Regions from separate parts of the Lactuca sativa genome. Here region 2 is linked to region 1. The links are chromatin contacts, called in public Hi-C maps. All regions are on one chromosome and are shown on one strand. The core of a region is the stretch at or near the end of the contact, and the rest is flanking DNA. Distances in the headings are between cores, read along the strand shown.

Region 1 (7,896 bases), core at 1,744-4,243:
GAAGTTATGCTTCTTCGAAGTTTCACGATTAAACCGGTATAACACTGTGTATCGTAAAAAGTGAATTTTTGATAAATTACTTTTTAGCCTATGAGGTTTTAACGGAAGTCGTAGTAGTTATTAAACCAAGAGCGTATATATATATATATATAGAACGTTCAAATTTGATTTTGTAAGAGGAAGTTATGATTTTTCTAAGATTTAGCATAGTAGTATACAACTCACAAACCGAATTTTAGATCGGTTGAATTTTAGTTGAAACGATCTAAACGAGAATTCAAGACCTCGTTAATAGGAGTTCAACAATATAAATACAGTCGACAACAGACATCAGACGAGAGATTTACGAATTTTTAACAGGCTTTAACAGTCTAAGCTAGTTAAAAATATAACTTTAAAAATGAATTCTAAATTAGCCAACGGAGTCTAAACGATAGTTGTAGATCTCGTCGATAGCTAAGCATGGATAAAAAAGAATGTCAGAACAGAGCTCGTATGCAAAAGTTATGAATTTTTTAAGATTTAAAATATACATACGTATTTGCTTGTTGCCCGCGCCACTACATTAGGCGTAGCCCTAAATTATGTTGGGTGTACCCATCACGCTGAGTGTAACCTAAAATTACGTTGGGCATAAACCTTCTTGGCAGCTTATAAATAAGTTGTGAAAATCCCTCATTTGCTTACATCTTGCAAATCCATTTGCTCCAAGATTTCTTTCTTCTTAAGTCCAAGTCCTTCTAGTCCTTAGGGGTGTTTAGCAAGGCTTTAGGCATCAAAGAGCCCGACAAATAGAAGCTCTCGCGTTGAAATTCTGCCAGTATAATTCCCGACCATTCGCTAGAAATCCTTGTAAGTTAAGCTACAGTCTATTTCTTTCAGTGTAACTTGTATTTATAATCATAAGTCGTTATTATGAACCTATAAATAAGATTTATCAATAATTTCAAGTCATTATACTGATTGATCTACTTACAAGAGCGGTGTCTAGAATGGTCACGTTGGCTTAGGTGTTATATTTTAGAAAGACTATAAACCGAAATGGTTCTGCCTCCCAACTGTCCTACATGGTTGATCCTTACTTGATAGATCTTGATGTAGATATTGGGATTAATGAGGAATCTAGATTATTATCATTATAGTCACCAATATTACAAAACTAGACTAAGGCTTAACTCTTTATGTGTCTAGGTCTTTTTAAAGTACGAAGCGAAGCGCTGCCGAAATCCTCAATTATTCATTTTTATCTTACACATAAATATGACGTATCGCACACACACGCGCACACACACACACACACATATATATATATATATATACATATATATATATATATATATATATATATATATATATATATATATATATATATATATATATATATATCGAACTTTTTTTTTGAACCGACAAATACATATATATTTAATCTACTCTTAAACTAACACCTAATTCCACCTATATCCACGACGAGACTTGAACTCCCGACCTCAAAGAGAGAGGGCACCACCTGATACCGTTGGGCTAGAAACCCTTTGGTATATATACATAAAATATCTACTCGAAGACATTTTCTATACTTTTAAACTATGATGATTCTGTTTCATATGGTATGCCGTATTTATTATGATCGAACAAAATGTGAAGTTGGTGATTAATAAGGCAGTTCATAAAAATCAAAACCATAGCAAAAACGAAAACAAAAAAAAAATAAAATAAAAAATTAATTGTTTGGTTTTTTGATTTCAGGATAACCGATTTTCTATATTTAATTTGGTTTCTTATATATAAAATAAGGTTGCAGAAATCGGAATTAATCGTGGATTAATCACTTGACGTTCTCCAACAGATTGGGATTATGAGTTTTTGATGGAAATTAGGGATTAATCAGGTTTGGTGGTATTATTCGGTCAACAAAAGTAAAAAAAATGTCAATAAAATTCAAAAAAAAATTAAAAAAATACATTTTTTTTCTCCAAAATTTCAAATATTATGTCAAAATGTTTATATTTTCGTATTTTTTAAATTTTAGTTCTTAAATTTTCTTAATTTTTAATTTTAAAGTAAATACTTGTTTTCTTAAGATATATTAATCTTTGATTAATTTTAATATTTTAATAATAATATATGGTCCTCGATTAATCTCTATCTAGACCGATTAATCATTTAACTCAGTCGACCGTTGAGCTACTGTCGAACGATTTTTACAACCTTAAAATAAAACCAATAGAAAAACAAACCAACATAAAAAAAATAAACGAAACAGAAAAGCGGTTGTTTGGTATTTCCCATGTCAAAAATAAAAAAAAATCAATTTTATTTTTGTAAAACTCATTAGCGTTCTCACGCTACTAAAAGAAAAACAAACCAACATAAAAAAAATAAACGAAACAGAAAAGCGGTTGTTTGGTATTTCCAATGTCAAAAATAAAAAAAAAAATCAATTTTATTTTAGTAAAACTCATTAGCGTTCTACGCTACTAAAAGAAAATGTCTTTTCCAAATGACAATTTCCTTAGAAATTCCTAGAAAATTGATATTTCTAAAGAAATGCCGATGAAAAGTTATGGGCTCCTAAAACTCTCTTACGAAACTTTTTACGAGGGATTTCCGAAGAAAATTCCAAAGAATTACAGATGACATATTTTTTGTCTGAAGTTGAAGCATTTCCAAAGCTATTTTTTCTTAAAAAAATTTCAAGTAAATATATTTCCAGGAAATTACCTAGGATATTTTCGTAGGAAACTCATTTTTCTAGTAGATATCTCTCATCTTTAGTGGTTAACAAATTTTTAATTATATTTTTAAAATTTTCATTATATTATGAAAATAAAATATATATTTTTAAAACTTTGTTGTTTTATAAGTCTTTTATACATAAATGTTTTTTTTTATAAAATTAATAAATATGAATGTCTTTTTAAAAGAAAAGCTAAACATGCTGTTGTGATAAATTATTAAAAATGTAGTGGTTTTTTTTTTTTTAAAGATTTTTCCTAGATTATGCGCCCTTATAATTAACATATTAATTTGAGAAAAATTCCTCATATAGACCTAAAAGAAGCAATTGAAAACGACACATGAGTACTACGAGCCAATCAGAATTCGACAAACATTTCCTCTGAAACCACCATGGTTTTCGATCAAACCACCTTCCTTTTTCTCTTATAAACATACACCACCAAAATAGAATAAACAACTGCTATCCAAACACCATTCCTCTTTCGTTCTGCTGCTCAATTTCATGGATCCTTTCCTTTTTTGGTTCGTTTGATGACACAATCAAGGGATTTGAATTCAACTCTTTGCTTTTTCTCAACGAACAACAGTAAGTAGAAGAAGAAAGAAGGGAAATCAAAAATGGGGAGAGGGAGAGTGCAATTGAAGCGGATCGAGAACAAAATAAGCAGACAAGTCACGTTCTCGAAGCGAAGAACAGGATTACTGAAGAAAGCGCATGAGATCTCTGTTCTCTGTGATGCTCATGTTGCTCTCATCGTTTTCTCTTCCAGAGGGAAATTGTTTGAGTACTCTACTCACTCCAGGTATCATTCATCTTCTTCTACTTCAATCTCCCTCACTCTAGTCGATCTCCATACAGTTTCATGGCGTAATCTTTTCCCGTATTCCGTACGTCAATGGCGTCTGGTTTTGAAATTTCACGTTTTCTTTGTTACTGCATGCTTCGATTTGTTCAAAAAACTTATCATCAAGTTATAAATCATTACTATCAGCTCTGAACCCTCGATTCGAATGTTAGCTGAAATAGAAATCACTGGTTACATTTATGAGAACGAGATCAGCATTCATCCACGCATATCCTAAATCAAACGAACAAGTTTTTTCTGGTAAATATAATAGTTTTTTTAATAAAACAGTTAATTATATCTTTTTTTTTTATGTAACTATTGAGCTTTCAAAACATCATAATTATGTTTCTGTTCCTTATAATGGTAAAAGAATCATATGTAAGAATGAATAATTTCTATAGATTAACAGAAGATCATAGCTTAATTAATTGATACATTATCTTTTTCAAACTGTTCATTTTCCTGAAATCTATGGTTGATTAGGATGTTAAAAGCTAAATGTAATAGTGAATAGTTATGTATAAACGTGCCAAGTACACTATTGTTTTTTGGGTTTATATTTTATAAACAAATCATTAATTAATTAGATCTGTATTCTGTACTATTTTTTGGTTTCTCAAAGAAAAGTTATTTTCTGCTATGATGGAAATTTTATGTACGATTTTTTAATTAAGATAAAATTTATATAGCTAAAATGAGTTTTAATTATTAAACAATATAGGAAATTACAGCCAATAGTAATGTACTTAATAACAAAGTACTTATATTTACGATTTATCTATATATAGTACAATATATAGCCAGCAACTTAGAAAATATTACATGTTTTATTATAAATAAATATTGCTATTATCGATAAAGAAATATTAATATGTTAAGAAATTATTAATATGTCGTTATTATGTGTATTATGTGCAAATAAATATATATGTAAATTGTTACTGAATTGTACATCTTATGTTTTAGATTATAAACAAAAAAAAATTGTTTTAGCCACTCGTGAATATCATAAATACTGTTTATCTTAATTAGGTACATTGATTTTTCTCCTTATTAATTACAATGTCTTTCATATCCTTTTACACTACAAATAAAATCAAACACTCATGCTTTTAGAATCTTAATTCGATACATATTGACTATAAACCATCTAAAATATTTTAGATTCATAATTAATAATTAAAAGTATAATTGTTAGTCAGTGAACAAATAATTATAATGTGACAATTAAGTAACCTTACTCAAAAAGCGACATTCTATTGTTATCAACCAATCAAGATCACATATATAAGTGATAACCAAGTTTCAGATTTATTGTATATAATTGTCTTAGAAAACCTTTTTTTGTATAAATCAGGTAAATTAATAAATTATAGTAATAACATGTTTACCTGGTTGAATTAAGAATGACGTGGATGACAATTCAATGACAAGATATTGAAATAAATTGATTTAATAATAATCAAATCTCAGTTTCGTTTTGAAAAATTAAGACTTGTTGTTTCATTAGTGTAAAAAATTGTACTTTTTAAATTAAATTAATACCACCCAACATAGTAAAAAACTAATACTGATCCTAAGTAAAAAAAATTGTACTTTTTAAATTAAATTCATGTATGCAGGCAGCTTCTAGGACTTGTACTTTTGTTGGCTAAAATGAGCTTTGGATGTAGACAAATGCATACTGGACTTGTACCTTTTTTTTTTTAATAATATTATTGTTACTTCTTTCTTTGCAAGATACAAAAGGTTTATGCATGGAAAAAGTGTTCCCCAAATGGGGTTTTCTTTTTTATCAGTCCGCTGAATCGTATTTCATTGGAAGTTGTAATCCTAGGATTTTGTGGGATAATATTCTTTTCCTATTATTTTCAAACAAAAAATAATTTTTTATTTAGGATTTGAAAGAAAAATGGATAGCGCGTAAATTTTGTTCTTTTATAAATCTCAATTTTAGCTTTTAATTAGACAGAAAAAAAACAAAAAAAACATGACGTTTTGGAAAAATGGAAGAAAAAATGAAAATGAAGAAGTTAAATATATCTCAAACTTTATTACTAGTGAATAACATTGTCCCAGCCAATTGTGATAACATAATTATGGGCTAATCACTAAAATAACCAAAATAAAAGTGACTATTTGTTTTCTCATGACAAAATCATAATTAAAAGTACAAAGAGGAAACAGTGAAGACAAAAAAATTTTATGTGTTTCACGATTTTGATAATCATGTCACACCTAAAGACGAACTAGAATGGTTTATTATTGATATCTATATAAGGATTACAATTACAATGGGACTCATACATAGAGAGTCACATATTACAAATAAAACTATGTCTAGACAATGTGAGAAAATAATACAAGGTGGTGATTGTGCCTTGTAATCCTCTCTCTTGATACAAAAGAACAAAAATTACATTGCACTTATTTCCTTCAATCTGTGTCCCATAAACCCAACCAAGATCGTTTTCTCTTTTAATAGCCATTTCTAACAAAGTAGAAGTGATCAAAACATGAATTAGAATTGTAATACTAAGTGTAATCATCAAACCAAAGTGAAAGACAACAAAACCAAGTGAAAACAACAAAAAGAAAAAAAAAAGAGCAAAAACTTCCAATTGGACCTGAGGTCGACACCAAAGAGGTCATCAGAGAGAATGTTGTGGATGTCGGTGGGGTTTATCGGAGGTAGACATAAAGGGTTCGTAAAGGATTCAGAGGTAAAGAAGGTCCCGAGCGTAGAGACGGGAGGCAAATGAGAAATGATTTCACTTAGCGTCAACCCTAATTCTTTTAATCCTATTTTACAAAAAAATAATAAAATAATAAAATACCTACTGTCACTAAAACCCCTGCTTTCTGTCGTTATTTAGTATATAGCGGTAATATACCTATTCGCGATAGCGATCACTACGGTTTGCTATTGATAACTAAGTTATTGTCGCAATGGAGAATAAAGTCTTCATATTTCATGTCCAACTCTGATAGAAAGCTTTTTAATTAAAAAATATTTTCCCTAGCTTTTGCAATGTCAATATATTATGCTTTTGTGGTTGACATACACTCAAAGTTTGGACATCAAACTAACCGTTGTACCCTTAATAGTGAACACATAACATGTAGTGATCTTCCCCAATTCAGAATATCTACACAAGTCTGTATCTGTGAATCCTTTTAAGATTACCTTTTTTTTTTCTTAAATAGAAAGCAACCTTAGTAGTGTGTTTGAAGTAGTGTAATATGTATTTAATTGCTTCATAATGCTCCTTCATCTCAAAATTCAAAGACAGTTACCTCTTGAACATGTTGATATCCGTTATATTTGATCCAACCAACAATATTTTATCAACATATAACAACAAGATAATAAATGAGGAATCAAACTTCTTCATGTAGCAACATAGTTGTTAATAACGTTCATAACATCCGCTATAGCGTTTAGCATAGCGTTGTGTTGACATGGTGCAATTTAGTGTCTGGAGGCTACTTAGTGAGATCATGGCGATTATTCTTTTACTTTTTTAATCTGGTATAATTAGAGGGTTAGGGTTAGACGTAAATTATAAGTGCTATAATAGTTTAAGACTTCAGGTTAAGGGATATATATTAATTTTCTAATAGTCTATCGCTAAATCTGAAATAGTGGGTGTTATCTCATCATTATTGCTACATAACATATATGTGGTTCGTCAATGTTGTTTGCTATTTGTTATCAACATCTATGGGTAACACCAATGATTCATCTCATATCTAGAGTACCCATTCCTCTACATGAAATTGTCAAATTTCAAAAACCATCTTCTTGATGATTGTTTTAATCCAAACATTTTTTTCTTCAGTTTCCATACCATGTTTTCCTTATTAATCGTCTAAAAACCTTTTGGTTGGGTTATGTAGATGCCTTCATTATTGTTTCAATATTGGAAAATAGTTTTTGCATATAGCTTTTCCAACTATAAATCTACTACATGCATAATACCCAAGATTAATCTGATTCTAATCATCTTCAATTGGATAGAAAATCTCATTGTGATTGAATACCCTTTTATGTTGGAACCCCTTAACCACCAACCAGGCCTTTTCTCTCTTGTTACTATCAAGTTCATCATTTTCCTTAAACACCTACTTGTTTTATAGTGTTTTTCTTTCCTAAGAAAAACTAGACCAAAGAGGCAAGGATAAGGTCTGGTTCTTATTAAATGAACTTATCTTATCCTCGATGACTTTCTCCCACTACATGTAATCTGTTATCCTTAAATCCTCTTTACTATACTTTAACTCACAATTATTTGTCAATAGCAAATAG
Region 2 (7,896 bases), core at 2,500-4,999, 170 kb after region 1:
ATTTATGAACAAATGGTTTGACTGTTAATGTAACTTTATAAAATGGGTGTTTATTCTATTCCAAAAATGAAAAATTTTACTATGGTTTTGGGATGTTACACATGTAACATAAACACATAACATATATTAGCATATTACATACCCTTGGTAATTAGTCCTCTCTAATTACCCTGCAATTAACCAATTCTTTAATAAGTCCTTCGCTAGTCAATTATACAAATCTTGGTAACTGGCCTTTCCCAGTTACCCTAACCAAACATAACTCCTAATAGTATCATACAAACAACAGGCAAGACCCTACCGGTCTAGCATACCATGACACCAAGTGTCCTAAACTACACATGCATAACAAGGAGTTATCCTAGTAAACTAGATATCGTACTCTAACAATACCTCTGTTCTACCATGCAAAGGATATACAGTGGGATACGTGGCATAGTGAGAAACTCACCTGAACCGAAGAATCGGAGAAGCACAACAACACTCTCATTCCTTGCACTGACCAATCCCACAAACCGACTAAAACCAAATAAAGATCAATCCTCAATTAAGAACTCAATTCCTTCAAGTTTAACTTAAGGTCAAACTGGTAAAAAGTCAATGTTCAATGGTCAACAAAATTCAACGGTCAACCAAGGTTAACAGCCACCTCTTAGTTGTGCAGAGTCGCGAGGCTGAACCCCACCATGACCTGGTGACCTCTTGTCCACGTAGTGGTTATTGCTAAAAGTCATTCTCATTAAGAGTTTAATCCTTACAGATCAAGGCTCAAACTTCCAGATATGATTCTTCTTAGTAATTTAATAGATAAAGTTTCCAACTTTATCCATTAGGACCTTACCACAAGTCAAGATCTTAAACCCTAAGTCAATAAGTCCTTAATATGACCAAAACATGTGCATTGAACAAAGGGGACCATGAGTTAACACTTTTTCCATCATATAAGGCCAAAAGATGGTCACCAAACAAGCCTAAGGTTCTAGAGTTTCCTAAAACTCCAAGAACATTCCTTTAAAGTACTTCAAGGCATGAAATAAGAGAATAGAATGATAAACGCGGAGGCTTTATACCTTCCCAAGTTCCATAAGATGCACGAGATGCAATATCTAAAGTAGATACACTCTTCCAATTAGCAATCACACATTTTTCTTCTTCTCAAGGTGCAATCCAAGGCTTCAAACGTCAAGAACTCCAAGAACACATCAAGAACGCTCAAATGAGGCTAGGGTTTTCGAGATAGAAAGGTGGATGCTGAAGAGAATGACCTAACCCTAAAGTTAAGGTCATTAAATATGAAGGAAACCCTAAAAATTGTAGGCTTGACCTGCATCAGTCGTTATGTCGTGGTGTCCATCAGGACACGTGTCACTTTAGTCTCATTCCACGTCGTTGTCATCAACCAACCACATGGTGGCATATGTTTTTTTTCTTTCCAAAAACCACATCTTTGTCCTCCTTAAATCTTTTTAATTAGTCCGATCTCAAAAAAGGATGTGATAGTAGTTACTAAAATTTTAATACTTTATAAGTTCCACATTCCTAAAAGAATTCCCAACTAGTTCAATCGTGTGGATTAAACCCATGCCTATAAAAAATAAATCAAGTGAGTTAACGAACTATCATGAAAAAATTTCTATCAGTTTTCTCATGTACTATACCTGCTGCATTAAGTACATACATAAGTAGCAAGACCGACATGCTACAACGAACACAACCATTTACGTAAAAGCGATGCATGTGAACAGTGAACTCTTCACCATATCCCCGTTTCAAATTAATCCCTTTGTCCTTCATGCTACAAAATTTAGTAATTAGTATCAAGCATTAACATTTGTACTTCACGTATTAAGTCTTGTAATTGACACGTGTCGAGATAGAAGTATGATGAATGATTTATTTTATCCAAGAATGTTCAAATGATAGCCATGATACAATCCTTAGCCTGACAACCCTCATGGAATCTGTGGCCAACGTAACACTCCCGTGAATGATTTGGGTCGCATTTGCCTACTTTGGAGCTACTCACATTTCCAACCAATATACCAACAAAATAATATGATTATTAAAGTGGCTAGCTTCAACCCATGCTACCAAAATAGTGAAACTCCAAAAATTAAAAGGTTGTTAATGATTAAATAGATAAGATTAAAAGTTCAACCCATGCTACGAAAATAGTGAAACTCCAAAAATAAAAAGGTTGTTAATGATCAAATAGATAAGATTAAAAGATTGATTAACGAAAGAATAAGTCAAATAGTTTGAAAACCACTTGAAAAATATGCAAGTGCTTTAAAGACCTTATTTTATTGAGAAAATAATCATAATAGCCAAAATTTCAAGGTTTTTCTACAAAATGGCAAAAAAATGAAAAAAAATTCACGTATGAAATCATTTTTATTTTCCAGTTTCAAATATTCATAACTTTTTCATATTTTATAGAAATTTTTTGAGCTAAAATGTTTTTTATTATGCTCTTTCTAACAACTTTCTATGGACATATTACATTTTAAATTTGGATGTTGCAAAATCATATTTTATTAACTTCAAAGTAGACTATTTGGTGAAAAAAATATTAAAAAAACAAACAAGCAAACAAAGTTAACTTTTGATCATTCATAAATTTTGCATACAAACTTCCTTTGGATTGATTTTTTTTTATTGTGTTCTTTGTAACAAAGGATATTCATAAACATATTACACTCCTAATTTGGATGTAAGGAAAGTCAAATTTTTGTAACTCCAAACTAGGTTATTCGATGAAAAAATATGAAGATTTGTTTTATAAATTTCGAATATAGACTTCATAACAATCACCGGGCCATCTCGATCAATCACAATAGTGAACTGAAAAAATCTCAAAAAAAAATGGAGGAACCTAGATTTTAATAGATGGTGTCTGCGAAATTGTGGCCATTATAGTTAATTTTATCTGATTTTTGCTTATTTTGTAGAAAAAAAACTTAGGAAATTTGGTTATTATGTTTTATTTTGTTTGTTGTAATATAAAAAAAAATGTTAAATGACAGTTAATACTATGTCGTCTAAATTTCATTCAGTTTGATCTTTTGTCGACGAATATGTTTTTACCAAAAAAATATCACTAAATGTTTCAAGACATAAATGTCAACTCAAGAGACTGAAAAACTTAAATTAAATCCAATAATTCAAAAGAACAGTAGTAGAATCTGGAAGTTAGTAACTTAGTATCAAATAAAGATAAATTATAATATCTTATTATTTGGGTAAATTATAATACAAAAATTATAATTAAGCAGAAATTAAAAAAAAAATGAGAAATTAAATATTCTCCTACTTTTTGTTCCTATATATCCTCCTACACCATAAAATGGTGACATGTGTAATAATTAATGCTCATTTAATGAGATTTAATGATATTTTAGGATATTAATATAACACATATCATCATTTAAATGGGTAGAAGGATTGATAGGATAGAAAAATATTATTATCAATAAAAAAAATATTAAATAGAAATAAACCGAAAATAATCAAAATTTGTTATCATTAAATAAAAAAGTCTAAATTTCGGAACAAATTTAAAGATCGTGAGTTCCAATATTAATTTATGTCAAAACTGTTTCTTTTGCGGTTACGATGTTTTTTTTACAATAGCTGAATAGCTCATTCACTGCTAGTTTGGTTTGGAGTTATACTGGTTTTTGCATGATTGACATAATGAATCCAAACCCTCGTGAATAATTCCCCTATAAAAACAACTGCTTCTTCACCAGTAGAACTTACACAATTTCCAGAATGTCTTCATGGGTTTCATTCATGGTGGTGCTCCTTTGTTTCTCCATTAATGGCGTCGCGGATGCCAGACACCGGAAACAGCTGCACTCTCCAGCCATTGTCGTCGGAACTGTCTATTGTGACACTTGCTTCCGTCAAAAAGTATCCAAATCCACCCATTTCATTTCAGGTTCTTGTCGTTCATCTTGTGATATGTACGTATATTGGTTTATCTAGGGGGTTTTTTTTGTTAATGGGTGTTGTATTGTTTGTTTAGGTGCGAAGGTGGCGGTGGAATGCGGCGGCGATGGTGGGAAGCAGAGTTTCCGGGTAGAAGTGAAGACGAACGAGAAGGGTGAGTTTGAAGCTAAACTGCCGGTTTCAGTTGGTAGAAGTGTGGAGAAAATCAAAGGGTGTTCAGTGAGATTGATTAGCAGCGGCCAGCCGTACTGTGCGGTGGCTGCCACCGCCACATCGTCGGAGATTCGTTTTAAGTCGAAGAAGGCGGGGACTCATGTTTTCTCAGCTGGGTTTTTCACTTTTAAGCCCGAATTGTGTAACCAGAAAGATACTATCGGAAAAGGTTTTCCACCGGCGCTTCCTGATATTCCTGCGCCGTTCTTGCCGCCGATCGGTGGAGGTATTTTACCTCCTCTTCCGGTGCCGGATGTACCCATGCCACCTCTAATTCCCCCGCTACCACAGCTCCCTGGTATTCCACTTCCACCTGTTACCCGCCAAAAATCATCGGAATCCGATAGATTGGCCGATCAAAAAAGTTTTGGTTTCCCGTTTCCACCGCCACTGTTCCCACCGCTGCCGTTTGTGCCATCGCCGCCGTCATTGATTCCTCCCGTCATTCCAACACCACCACCGTCACTGTTCCCTCCCCTCGTTCCATCAACACCACCATCATTGTTTCCTCCCCTCGTTCCATCACCACCATCATCGATGTTTCCACCATTGCCCTTTCCACCTGTACCAGGTTTGATTCCATCACCGCCGCCGCCACCACCGCCGGCGTTCCCAATTCCTCTGCCTCCACTACCTCCGCTACCTCCGCTACCTCCAGTACCTCCGGTACCAGGAGTCCCACCGGCGAAAACCTCCCCTTGATTAAACTCGTATATATTTAATATTATTACTGCATAACCTTTTGAAGTAACCTTTCCATACATACGCGCGTATTACAATTATGGGTATTGTAATTGTAGCATGAATAAATCGTACATGGTAAAATGGTTGGGATTCCTATAAATAGTTTAAAATTTTTGAGATCCAATTATGCGTTCTGAGTATTGTTTAATAGATAGCATTCTATGAGTTTCTAATAGAAGTTTTATCCTTTTTATGGAAATGCTGGATTATTTGATATGTAAATAATATTTCCTTTGTGTTCGTACTTATAAATAAGGTCGTTTTATTTTATAGTTGTTGACTGATTTAAAATTTCTACTGAATCCACGTCTAATTGAAATCATATTGTTTATGATAAAAAATAACCATATTATCATTATATTGTCTCTCTTGTGCTAAGAGTCAATTCTAAAGTTTGGCATAACAAAAAATTTATATGAGAAGTGTGATTGGAAATCTATTACATCGAACTTTTAATACTTTTATTCTTTATAAACACAGAAAAATAACAATATACAAAACTGAACCCTTTTTTTTCATTCTATTACAACATCGAAACTTTTTTACTTTCTTTACAACATTTCATGTCATCTTTAGCCCATATGCACCTTCATCAAAAGTATAGTATTTTGGCATAGCATGGTAAGGAACATCTTCAGCTGAAAACAAAGCACAAGGAATCATGTGACTACTTGATAGATTTTAGCATATGATCACGTGATTCTTATGCAAATGCTTGTAAGAATCTACTGTTACCAACAAAAAATTTCAACATATATGAATTATTGATGGATTTCTAAGATGATATAATGTAAAAAAATCAAATAAAGTAATAATCTCATGATTTAACAATTGCACCATAGGCTTCCATTTTCCCCTGCACAAAATATGCCAAACAAATGGACCATATTTGACATTTTTTGGTCAGAGAACGTTAAACCAGGCTTCATGGTTTGTGCCTCACAAGTCGCAATATATCACTATACCTAATGTAACTATTAGTGATGTTAGGGACTGATTTGTTATCACTAATATGTGTTGATTGAGAGCCACGATACTAATTTCATGAATCATTTATTCCAATTGAGCTTCAAAGTATCTGCACCAGTGAACAATCATAAATTTAGCCACTTTACTAGCCCTACAAACATTATAAATATATACAATAAGTAAACATTAGTTTGTAAGATAAGAACGCTATAGCTAAAAGTGCTGCCTAAAATGCACCATGTACAAAAATTAGATGCCGTAGAATTTAATCTTTGAATTGTTTTGATATTAACTTAAATAAATTGTCCTTACAGTTTTACGTTCTAATTCATAAGTCACCCACTTAGAAACATGTTTTTTCCACCTTTTTACCCTTACGACCCAATTAACTTGTCATTTGCAACTTTTTTTTTTTTTCGTTTTTTTATCCGTATAATACATATGATATTACAATAGATACTTTTTTTTTACTTGCCATTTGAAGCCCTTTAACTTTTTTTTTTCATTTTTATCCTGAAAAACTATGTTTTTATAAATACACGTTGCAAGATCGGTATATGCAATGGTATATGGATTTTATATATTTTTCTACCAACAAATACAAATATACCTACTTTTTATCAACACAATTGTTAAATTTAATTAAAAATAGTTTGGATCCGCCGCAACAACTTTTTTTTTATTACAGTTATGTCATCTACATTTTTAGAGATTATTCAAAAACATCCAACTTACAAAAATAGTTTCTAAACTCTTCTCAACTTTATATATACTGGGCATCGAACTTAAAAAAAATAGTCCTTTAACTCTTCTCAACTTTTGATAATTCACTCAATGTTTATTTCTTTTAAACTTTTAGTGTTTTTTAAGCTATGATATATGCATGAAAAACACACGTAGGAACCCACGGCAAAGCGTGAGCTCAAATACTAGTTATAAATTACAAATCATAACCAATCTTGATTAAAAAAAAAAACTCGCCTTAATACATCAGGCTGAATTTCTCTTTTTCTTTTCAAAACCAAGGACAAAAAAAACAGATATTGAAGAAAATCGACGAGGAAGACGATGATAAAGTGAAAGCGTCGGCGGAGGAAACGGAATTTGGAGGAAATCGGTGGCGCTGCAATGAAACAGTGGCGAAAGTGAGTAGGACGACAGTGGCGCTGGATCGAGGAAACGATACGAAGGTAGGTGGGAGAGGTGGGAGGAACCGGCGCCAAGAGAAATGTCGACGGCGGGAGAAGCCGTTGACTTCTAGAGCTGAGAATGAGAAAAAAACGTGAGAATGAGAGAAAAGGGAGTGAGGGTATTTTTCTAGTCAGTTTTTTTTTTCGGTGACCAAGTCGAGGTATTTTTAGGACCGAATCAGACATATGGGCCGGGTAACATACTGACTGGAATGGGTCAGCAAAAAATTTGACTGGACAATAAATCAAACAGGGCATAAGATTTGTATCGTATTTGATAAGTAATTCTCTCTAGAGAAGAACCATGATTTGTATCATTCTCTTTTATGTAGAATAAATTTTGGGTGCCAAAAGATAGGTGTGTGTGTGGCTGTATGTGTGAAACTTAAAACAAGAAAGAAAAAGGATGTGTTATATGAAAACAAAATTGATATTTAGGTTGTATTTGGCGCGCCACAGCTAGCTTATTTTTCGAGCTTTTTTATGTTGCATGTTTGGTAAACCAAAAAGTAGCTTATAAGCTAGCTTTTTGAAAAGCTACTTAGACTAGCTTTATAGGAGTTTTTTAAAATTTTCCACATACACCCCTTAATTAATTATAGAAACACATACTCCTACATGTCTTTTTATGTAATTTTATATATTTCAGCTAGCTTTACCAAACGTTATTTTTCATCAGCTAGTTTTTCAACTATCAGCTAACTTTTTATTTAACAGCTAGTTTTTCAGCTAGCACGTCAAACATAGTCTTAGATATAACAAACATATATCTCAATATTATATTTAACATTTTACTATTTTCATATCTTAATAAGCGAAAACATTC

The links. A called contact is a pair of places that touch in the nucleus more often than the background predicts.
Region 2: a contact with region 1 is called in a Hi-C map of leaf, with 3 times the contacts expected there. The contact joins the promoter of LOC111885663 here to the promoter of LOC111885670 in region 1. A contact is called at or near these places in 2 of 4 Hi-C or Micro-C datasets (leaf and seed).

The regions. Positions count from the first base shown.
Region 1 is chr4:383,063,220-383,071,115 of Lsat_Salinas_v11, forward strand. LOC111885670 (truncated transcription factor CAULIFLOWER A) reads left to right here and starts at 2,994. Exons shown (of 8, transcript XM_023881924.3): 1 at 2,994-3,542. The coding sequence starts at 3,358.
Region 2 is chr4:383,235,659-383,243,554 of Lsat_Salinas_v11, forward strand. LOC111885663 (extensin) reads left to right here and starts at 3,750. Exons shown (of 2, transcript XM_023881911.3): 1 at 3,750-3,943; 2 at 4,031-5,181. The coding sequence starts at 3,775. The coding sequence ends at 4,869.